Regions from separate parts of the Capsicum annuum genome. Here region 1 is linked to region 2. A link is a contact called in public Hi-C data. All regions are on one chromosome and are shown on one strand. Each heading gives the region's core, a stretch centred on a gene start, on an enhancer-like site or on the middle of the called end of the contact. The rest is flanking DNA. Distances are from core to core; before and after follow the strand shown.

What was found. Hi-C and Micro-C count contacts between places; a contact is called where the count stands out from the background.
Region 1: a Hi-C map of placenta shows a contact between it and region 2, with 4 times the contacts expected there. The contact joins the promoter of LOC107849590 here to the enhancer-like site in region 2. A contact is called at or near these places in 3 of 5 Hi-C or Micro-C datasets (leaf, pericarp and placenta).

What each region holds. Positions count from the first base shown.
Region 1 is chr12:23,791,301-23,796,553 of UCD10Xv1.1, forward strand. LOC107849590 (transcription repressor OFP13) reads left to right here and starts at 3,297. Exons shown (of 1, transcript XM_016694149.2): 1 at 3,297-4,639. The coding sequence starts at 3,769. The coding sequence ends at 4,533.
Region 2 is chr12:23,736,366-23,741,631 of UCD10Xv1.1, forward strand. No RefSeq gene overlaps it. Among protein-coding and RNA genes, the nearest start is that of LOC107850648, 13 kb to the left of the region's middle. Within about 2 kb of position 1,571, at least 1 of the 5 cell types and tissues checked has an H3K27ac peak or open chromatin away from gene starts, as enhancers often do. A contact at or near this core is called in pericarp, where this site is marked.

The DNA.
Region 1 (5,253 bases), core at 2,047-4,546, 57 kb after region 2:
ACTTACTTAAAAGATTTCACACTCCATTAGGGTTTTAGAGTTGAATAAGGAGGCATAAATGAGCAAAATTTTGGACAAATCAGCCTTTAAATAGGTTCCACCCAGCCTCGGGTAGTGAGGTCGCGACACCGCGGTTGCACCCTAGTCTCCACGATCATGGCATCTCAGTCTATGCAAGGCATGGCTAAAGCTTGGAACTTGGTTCCGAACTTTGGCTAATACCTCGAGATATATTTGGGGGTTTGTTTCGAACAAATAGGATATGTAATCACATAGTTTTCGACATTCTGGATGCATTGGCAAAGTCGAATTTCGTATTTAAGTTCAATTTCTAAAGTTTTTGCTAGGTGGTCAATTAGGACCAACGAAGACTTCAAATTGATAAAGTGGTTCAAGGAACAAAACGAACCGTTAGTTAACCGATTTATCAGTTCTAAAAAGTCACTAATGACTTGGGGCGGCTATGGAGAAGCTCTATCAGCAAAATAAAAAAGAATATGAACAATGACCTGAAGGGTCATTACATATCTTTGAAAGGCTTATAACTCATTTGAGTGACCATTTATAAAACAAATGTTGAGGTGCTTGAAGTTTCCTGATGAATTTGCGAAATGGATAATGAAGTGCATTACTATGTCTCATATACTGTCAACATCAATGGCTACCCTACATTACCTTTTCCTACAAAGAAAGGTCTCAGATAGGGGGATTTATTATCCCCATACCTCTTTGTAATTGCTATCGAGTACATCACAGGATTACTAGCCAACTTATAAAAGGAGAATGAGTTTAAATATCATTCTAAGTGTGCTAAAATGAAGATCATTCAACTAGGATTTGCTGATGATCTCTTGTTATTTTACAAGGGTGATGTGCAGTCTGTAAAGAACTTAACTAGATGTTTTGAACAATTTTCAATTACTGCTGAATTACAGGCTAACCATACAAAGAGATCAATATATTTTAGTGGGGTTAAATATAAAATAAAGGATCAAATATTATAGATGACTGGCTATGTGCAAGGATCTATGCCTTTTAGGTATCTGGGGGTTCTTCTGAGTTCCAAAAGAGTATCCATTGCATAATGTCAACATTTGTTATAGAAGATGTTGGTCAGGATCAATTCTTGGACATAAAGTATCTCTCTTATGCAGGAAGAGTGCAGCTCATCAAAAGTGTCCTATTTTCTATTCAGACATTTTGGTCTCAGGTCTTTATACTTTCCAAGAAGTTAATCCAGCTATTAGAAGACACTTGCAAAAAATTTTTGTTGACTGGATCAACTTACAACTCCAAGAAAGCTCTAATAGCATGGGACAAACTCGGCACTCCTACTACTGCAGGGGGTTTAAATTTTATCTCCATGGCAGTGTGGAATAAGGCAGCAATTGTAAAACTACCATGGAACTTGTGTAAAAAAAAAGATACACTATGCATATAGTGGGTGCACAACTACTATATTAAAGACGGAAGGATATGGAATTTTATGCCTATGTAAGCATCTCGGGTACTAAAGAAAGTGTTCAAAGAAAAAAAGTACTTTATTGATGCTAGTATAAGTTGTGAAGAAGTGATGAGCCTGGACCATTACTCCATCAAAAATATGTACAAGAAGTTACAGGGTATTTTTTCAAAGGTCCAATCGAAGAGGTTGGTTTGTAACAACGTGGCACCAAAGTGGATCTTCATCCTTAGGCTAGCTATTATAGAAAGATTGTATACAGAAGATAGGCTTCACAAATGGGGTATGGACATTTCTTTAGTGTGTTGCCTGTGCAATGAAGCTGTGGAAAGTCATGACCACTTGTTTTTTGAATGTCCATTCTCAAGGAAGGTCTGGACAATGCCGTTAAGATGACAAGGAATCACAAAAATAATAAGCAGATGGACTGATGGGATTACATGGATGGGATCTTATGTTGGTGGGCAATCGGCTACTGCTCACATCTTAAAGATGAGTCTGACAGGTTGTATTTGTCAACTCAGGATGAAAAAAAAACAGACTTTTCTAGAAGAAGGATGCCACAGTGCAGATGTTGATTAGGAAGATAATATAAGATGTTTTTCTATGTTGCTCAGAAGCAGGTCAAGCTAGTCAGGAATTTAGAAAAGCTGAATTTTTATCCTGTTTAGCTCCATAGTAGGTAGAATGTTACGTACTAAGCTGTGTTATCAAACTTAGATTGTAATGTGCTGTAATGATCACTTTGGTAATAAAATGAAGATTAGTTACCAAAAAAATGAATGCAAGTATTAGTTATGCATAGTCTAAAAAATTATATCAAATACGGTACTAGCAGTACAAAAGACTAATACATGCATTATTTTGTCTAATACACTTTAACAAATAATATCCTAAAGTATCCTAATTTTTGAGTTTCATATCTAAACTATCAAATGTGTGAAACTCAAATAATTAATTATTTATTAATATTTTGCTAACTAGTTGGTAATAGTTCAGGTAGAAAACTCACACACATGATAGTTCAGATGTGAAACTCAAAAAGTTGAAATACTTTAGGTGTGTTTTTCCTTTTCACGCATGATCTATCACCATTTATATTCTTTTTTTACCTGAATATCACCATCTATGTATTAAAACACATCTTGAAACTGATTAATCTAAGTATTAATTATATTTTTTTCTACCTGAACAATATCACCATCTATGTATTAAAACACACGTCGAAGTTGAATAGGTCAACTATAAGGTATTCCCTTTTTGTACATGAACTATTACAATCTACTCAAATAAATTTGCTTCAATACCTATATTATGATAGCTTAAGTAGGAAAAGAGAATAATTGATAATTGACATGTAAAATCCTCAAAGAAAAATGATAGTTTAAATGTGATTTTGACCATTATCTCTTTCAGAAAATCAAGATATAATCATCTATATTATCACTTTTACCTTTAATAAAAGTAGAGAGAAATTAATGTGGTGAAAAAGAGAAAGGTATTAAATTGAATCAAATAAAATAACAATATGTTTAGCATAGTTTATAAAGTGGATTTCGGAGAGAGTAAAATGTATACAAACCTTATCACCACCATACAGATCTAACACAATTAGAAAGAAAAAACATGACAAATAAAATAAACCGAAAAGAATATAAAAATAAAATTTAAAGAGAATAAACAAACCTTATCAGTATCACAGAGATCTACCACAATTACTTTCTTAATTGTGTAAGAAAAACATGAGAAGTAAAATAGACAGAAAGGGATAGAATTCGCAGTTCCAATAAGTTGTTTTACTGCTATGTTCATTTCTTGTGATGGTGCATTTATTATAACCATTAAATTTTTCAAAAAAATGCATACATACAATTAAACAACACACATGAAATAGACTTACCCACCACCCCCTATTTCCTCTCCACCTTCCTGTCACCTCTCTCTCTCTTTATATCTCCCTTCTCCCTTGCTATTCCTCTTTATTATCACCATTAATACCATCCAAAAAAGTCACAACTTTTTGAAATCCCAAACCACTAGAATCTACAAACTACTCAAAAAGTTCTTTTTATCCCAAAACCAATAGAACTTACAAACTAACCAAAAAGTTACATTCTTGAAAAGAATCACAACGTTAGAAACTACCCCAAAAAGTTGGAATTCTTGAAAAATATCACAACTTTTTTTTTTTTTTTTATCTCAGAAACCATTAGAAACAACCCAAAAAGTTAGAATCTTGAAAAAAAAAATCACTTTTTTTTGTACCAAAAGAAGTTAGATTCTTGAAAAATACTACCAACTTTTATATGGGCAAGAAAATGAATCTTGGTTCATGGCAATGGCCTTCTTGTGCACACACCAAGACTCTATCATTCAGAGCAAATGCCAACAACAGCAACAACATTTTCAAGACTATAAATTCAATATTCTTAGACCCTTGTAGTACTGATCATCATCAACATGGGGTTGTTGAAACTGAAACAACACCAGAATCTTGGTTCACAAATTCCTCAGAATCAGCTAGTTTTTCAACAGAGTCTGATGAAACAGGTGAACCATTAATGGAGTTGATCATCAAAGGTGTTCGTTCAGAACGACTGTTTTTTGAGCCAAATTGCACTAGCTCGTTAATCTTGGATGAACAAAAAGTAAATCAAGATCAAAACCAAAATCAAGAACCAAAGAAACTAGAACAAGAAGAAGAAGATGATGTTGATGATGATGATCAAGAATTGCCATTTAAGGAAAGTGTGGCATTGGCAATGGAATCAGAGGATCCATATTTGGATTTCAAGAAATCAATGAAGGAAATGGTGGAAACAAATGAGATTAAAGATTGGGAATCTTTACAAGAGTTATTGAGATGGTACTTGAAAATGAATGGGAAAATAAATCATGGATTTATTATAGGTGCTTTTGTGGATTTGCTTATTGAGGTTTCTCCTCCTACTTGTGATTCAATTACTTGCTATTCTTCTGCTGCTTCTTCATTTTCTGCCCCTTCTTCTCCTCTGTCTTTAGTAGGAAATAAAGAGATTGAGGAACAAGAAAAAGGGAGTAGTAGTAGTTAGTTCTTTAGGAGAGTTAAATTACTCAATTGTGATTTTGTGTACATTATTGTAATTGTGTTTAGGTTAAAGAGGAAAGAAGATTTATAAATATTGCAAATGGTGTTTATCATTTTTGCTCCCTTTTTAAGCCCTTTCTCCCGGTAAAGAACAAAGGGTAAAGTTGTTGTTACGCGATTAAGGTTGCAGATTTTCGTTCTGGAAATATACTTTTGTAGAAATGCAAGATAAGACTTTATACAATAGATCGTTGTGATCCGATCCTTTTCTAAATCCATTCATAATGGGAGCTTAGTGCACCAAGCTCGTGGTTCTCCATTCTCAGGGGCCGAGTGTGCCACCATAGCGAAAATGATGCCTCAGTTGTCATCGCATTGCATGGCACTCCTAGGTCATTCTGGTGTTTTCAATAGATCGTGATGTGTCTTGAGATGATCGTCTCCGATTTCCGATTCCCGTGTTTTCTGCCCGTATTCTTTCCTATGGAGATGAATTGATTTCTTTCTGTTCACTTTCGTGATTTCTTCTACACTAATCCCGTGGACTTTGTTAGGCATATTTAAGTCTGAAAGTTACAAGATTTCATATATACAATAACATATTCAATGTAATCGTATGAGCGATTTCACATGTACATTATTAATTGCTTAGGTCAAAGGGGAAAAAGTGTACATATCGCAGATAGAGATCTATCAAATTTTCTCCTTTTTTTAACCCCATCCC
Region 2 (5,266 bases), core at 321-2,820:
GTTAGTATGGAAAAATTCTCTGTAAGGTTTGAAATGGTGAATTGAGGTAGAAAACCATCTCATCCTTGTGAGCAAGATGATAGGTTTTTGTTGTTCCCGCTAAGCGAAGATCATTAACCGCTGAGTCACATTCTTAGGTGCAAGGCACTTCATTATAGCTATGAACTCTTACTTTTTAACAACTCTGTTAGCTTTTACTTGTCATTTTTGACATATCAAGAAAAGATAATTTTTTTTTTTCTATTTTACCCTTAGCATTAATTATTTTTTTCTTTAAATTAATTTCAAGACACAGTGTAAATATCATTTAATAGGGGTATTATGATAAAATGATCATATTATTAATTATTTTTCTTAATAAGTGTGTCTTCTCAATTTGTGAGGAGTAAAACCGAACGGAGGGAGTAGTATAGTTACTTCATAGATTCCGGCTCCAAAGCATGAGAATTGTCTGTCTTGGAAAAGTTATTGCCAAATATCACAAATTTCAAAAGTTTTGTTTCAGAAATTTCGTGTTCAATTAAATACCGACATGTAAATTGAGACGAATGGCATAGTATGGGGTAATTGGAAACCTTGAAAATAAGGTACAAGATCTACTAGTTTTGTCTAAGGCAAGTTTGTACCAACAAAATATGATACTAGAAATTATGTAGCGTAAGATTGTTACTAGAAATTTGGACATTCCTCCTTGGATTTTACTATGTTCTGAAAAAACATGCTGTAACAATTTCTATTGCCAAAATTTTAAAAAGAAAAAAAAAAGGAATTGTACTGTATTCCATTTAACCATACAAACAATTTATATACGTGTAAAAGGTAAGAGATGAAAAAGGAAGGGAATAGGAATCTTGCTTATACAAATGCAATGAGACGAGAAAAATGGAAATACTAAAAAGTCTAGTTCAAAATTATTGAAGTGTAAAAGATTGTTAATAAGTTTAGTTCAAAATTGATAGGTCCCAAAAGAATTTCTTTTAAGTGTAAAAAAATTATAGTTAAAACAACAATTTAAAGCGGGAAATTTTAAGTGTAAAATATGATAAAATAGTCAAAACTTCCTTCTAATTAGTTTTTTTTTTAATGAAAGTGTGAAAGAGAAATACGACATATAATTTGAGACGGAAAGTTTATTATCATGTTATAGCGAATTGTCAGAATAACTTTGTAATTACTACACTAATTAGTACTCCCTCCATGCCTAAATACAAGTCACATTTTTGGGTTGCACGCTCTAAGAAAAACATTAACAAGAGCATAATTTGATTAAATTACCCTCAATTATTACTCATCTATATTTAATACTTCTTTCTTTTGAATCATATTAATATCTCTCCATATTTATGACTAAGGAAAAAAGTCTTAACAAACAATTACTTATGACTTGATTTTCTAAAATGATAAGTGTCATGCAAGTATCTATTTTTAGTAAGCATGACAAGTATTTAAAAACTGAGGAAATAGTAATTACGTTTAAGAATTTGGCTGTTCTTAATCTAGAACTGTCCCCCATAATTATCTCTTTCCTAAAGTATGCTAAGTAAAGTTAGGTTTAATTTATTGATTAATTAGTCACAAGTCACAACCCCTTAATTGACTTCTATTATTAATTGGCTGTTCTTAATCAAGAACTGTCCCCCTTAATTAGTCACATATCTGTTCAACACTCAAATTCTTCAATAATTATCTGAATTTGGTCATGCACATCTTTTATATGGGGGACATTATGAATGGTGGTTATCTTTCAAAATCTTTTTAATTAATAAAAACTTAGTAGTAATATTTTTGGTCAATCAATTATTAATAAATTCTTATTTTGATTATATTTAACCATCTATTCATTAAAAATATATACTTACGTTCTTTTTACGTAAAAAATATGTTATCTTTAGACTAATTTTAAAAATATGTTATTTTTAATTAACTAAAGTAACCATATAAAGTTAACATAATACATGCATGCACGGGCAAACACACGACGGAAGGGTTTATAATATATAATTCAGCAAATTTATGATTATTCACCAGCAAATTAAATGAATCAAAGTGCACATTTCAAAAAATTAAAATTAAATGTGCTTATTTAGTCATATATATATATATGTATATATATATCACAAGGACTAAATTGAGTTTATCAACTAATCAGGCACTAAATTAAAGTGCTATTAACTCTTTTAGTTATTTGAAAGTAACCTATGGAAACAATTAAAGCTATATAATATAGTTGAACTCCAATCATAGAATTAAGGTCAATGTACCATAATGTGTTGGGGTAGAGAGGGGACAAAACAGTTCATATACATACATTTTTGCCCCTTGAGAAAATATTTTAAAAAATAAATCAAGATTATGAAGATAAGAATCTCAAATATTCCTAAAAAAAAAATCTTATAATTAATCACACGAGGGAAGTATCAGAAGAAATTTCTTGACAATTTAAAAATAATTGAGACTAGAATAAAATAGCCTAATCTTGTTGGAACTTTGTACTTAGATAGTTGGATATGCTCTTTGAACTTGTAGTTCCAAATGATTTATAATGATAACAAGGTGATGTGTTACATATTTATATTATCATTATAGCACATATCCTATGGAGTTGTATCTAATTATTTATTTAGCATCATATGTTTGAACCAAATTCAAACACCCCCACCCCCCTCCAAAAAAAAGAGACAAAAACACCTCACCAAAATAGAAAAAGAGGAAGATCAAATAGAATATTTCTGGTTGAGAGATGTTAGCTAACATGAAAATTAGTGCATGGTTGGTTGTTGCACATTTTATTTTAATAAAAATTCTGGTCTTCTTTTGATGCTTCGGAGAGGCTTAAGGATTTATAATAATAGTATTAGAAATTCTCTAACAATTTAACATATTATGAGGAGTTATTATGAATTAATAAATTTTATATTTGCTGTCAGCCTATTATAATTAGGACGGAGTCATGAATTTGATTCAGAATATGAAGAAGAAAGCATATGCATAAAATAGTCAAAGGGAATTCGATAATATCAATTATATATATATAAACATAAAATCATATATAAATAGGTCGATGAACCTCCTCTACTTTATTCTGCTTCTGGCTCTGTCCTTGATTACAATACTCCTCCTTCATTCGTATTTGAGATGACAATAAAAACAAACTCACACAATGAAATTGGATAAGAATTTGTTTATATTAAACATTAACTATATATTTCAAAATTAATAATCAAATAAATTGTAGTAGAATGTCAAACACCAAACTGTGAAATTCATATCTTGGATAACCTTTTGGGTATGGAATTGTATAGAGGTGGGAGCTGGGCACTTGTTTTTGGTCCACAAGTTAAAAGAAATAGCCTCTATATTTTAGGTTGCAACAAATTAAAATTGTTGATTCACTATTATTAAGCTAAAATCCATTTTTTCAATTATGACAAACCTTTTATCAATTAGGCTGTTCTAATCATCATTATATTGCATGCATGCTTGCATGGAAAAATATGCATCTGATAATGATGGACCCATTTTTCTTGTCTTTCTTAAGCTACGCTCAAAGATCTTTTGGCTTAATAGATGCACAAAAGTACAAATTATTTTATCAAATGATAAAAAGAAATCATGAAGTGAAATGTTTACTGATAAATGAACTAAACTAAATCCTGAGTCATTTTATATAAATTACTATCGGGTTATTGATTAATTCATCATAAAAATTAGTCAAGTCAAAATCAAATCAATAACTCAATAACCTGTGACAGAAAACTAATACTCGAATCAATAATTACCCAATAACTTGGGATATAGTAAATTGATACCGAACCAATAATTACTGAATAACCCGAAACAGTACGTAAACTGATACCCAAACCAGTAAACCAATAACTCAACAACCTAATTATAAGTTTGGATTACTGGTTTAACCGTTAATTTGCACAATCCTATACACAACCTTTTAAATTTGTCTGTAAATTTTATTTAGATATCTTAACTACGACTTATTTTAATTGAGCACTAGAGCACATAAAATATATTCATAATAGGCACTTTCAATTCAAAATTTGAAAAAGATTTTGTGTTTCTTCTTCAACGTCTATTAGGTAGTTAGCTAGTTAGTTAAACACAGTAAATATGATATCTCGTTTAATCGTACACATTATCAGTCTCAATTAACGAAATAAGCATAAGGTTCAAAATTAATACGTATAATTAAAGAGTATGGAATATTTTAAGTAGTTGAATTATTTACATAATGTGCCATTGAGAGCAAATAAACAAAGGTCATCTATGTACTAAGCCAATTTTCTCTTGAAAAAAAAAAATGACAATATTAAAAATGTGTATAGTTTGTGTGTGCGCAAATAAACAGTGCAATCAGGGGTGAAACTATCTTTGGGTTAGAGAGTTCGGATTGGAAAAAAATTATGTTGTATATATATGGTTAAAATTTTTTTTTTTATATATACATAGTAGATGTTGAACCCACTTCGATTATTCGTCTGTTTACTTATGAACCCTTTAGTGAAAATTCTGACTCCGCCACTATAACCAATTATTTGTTCAAAGATGATTCTGTTTATTTGCTATAAGTATTCTTGTCTTTTGTCAGTTGTATGCATTTGCTTATATGAGTAGTAAATTCAAGTGCCTTTCCAATGATAGTACACAGTAAATGGGAAGATGATAAAAATAATATATTGTCAGTATTATTTGTACTGTATCCTCTAAATATAGAGTATAATGGGCACAAATTTGATAGTGATTTGTCCCAAAAACATGCAAACTTGGTGAAATTATTGCTCTATGGTTGGCTTTTTCTTCCCTATGAATTCATAATTTAAAGGTCAAGTTAAATATTTGGCTGATTGGTCAAAATAATTAAATTCACTAATCATGTATATATATTATGTATAAAAAATATATAAATTATAAAATCTGTACATTGATATATATTAATATAAGTTATGAGTTATGATCTTCTTAAATAACTCTGTACTAATAAACTCGAAATTATTCTTACGTCTCATTTTAATGTTGTTTTGGTGAATTGATGAATTTTTAGAATGTTTGACGTTTTAAAAAAAGAACAAGAAGGCATTTAGAATCTGTTATTTTCTCCATTTGTGAATGTCTATTCAGGAGGTGATTGGACTTCTAATTTGAAATTTGTATTTGTTCGTGGTATATATTTTAAACAAAACTTCAACTTAACTTGAAATTAAGATTTAAAATGTAAAGTCACTTAAAAGCTTAATTATAACTCCAAACATGTGAT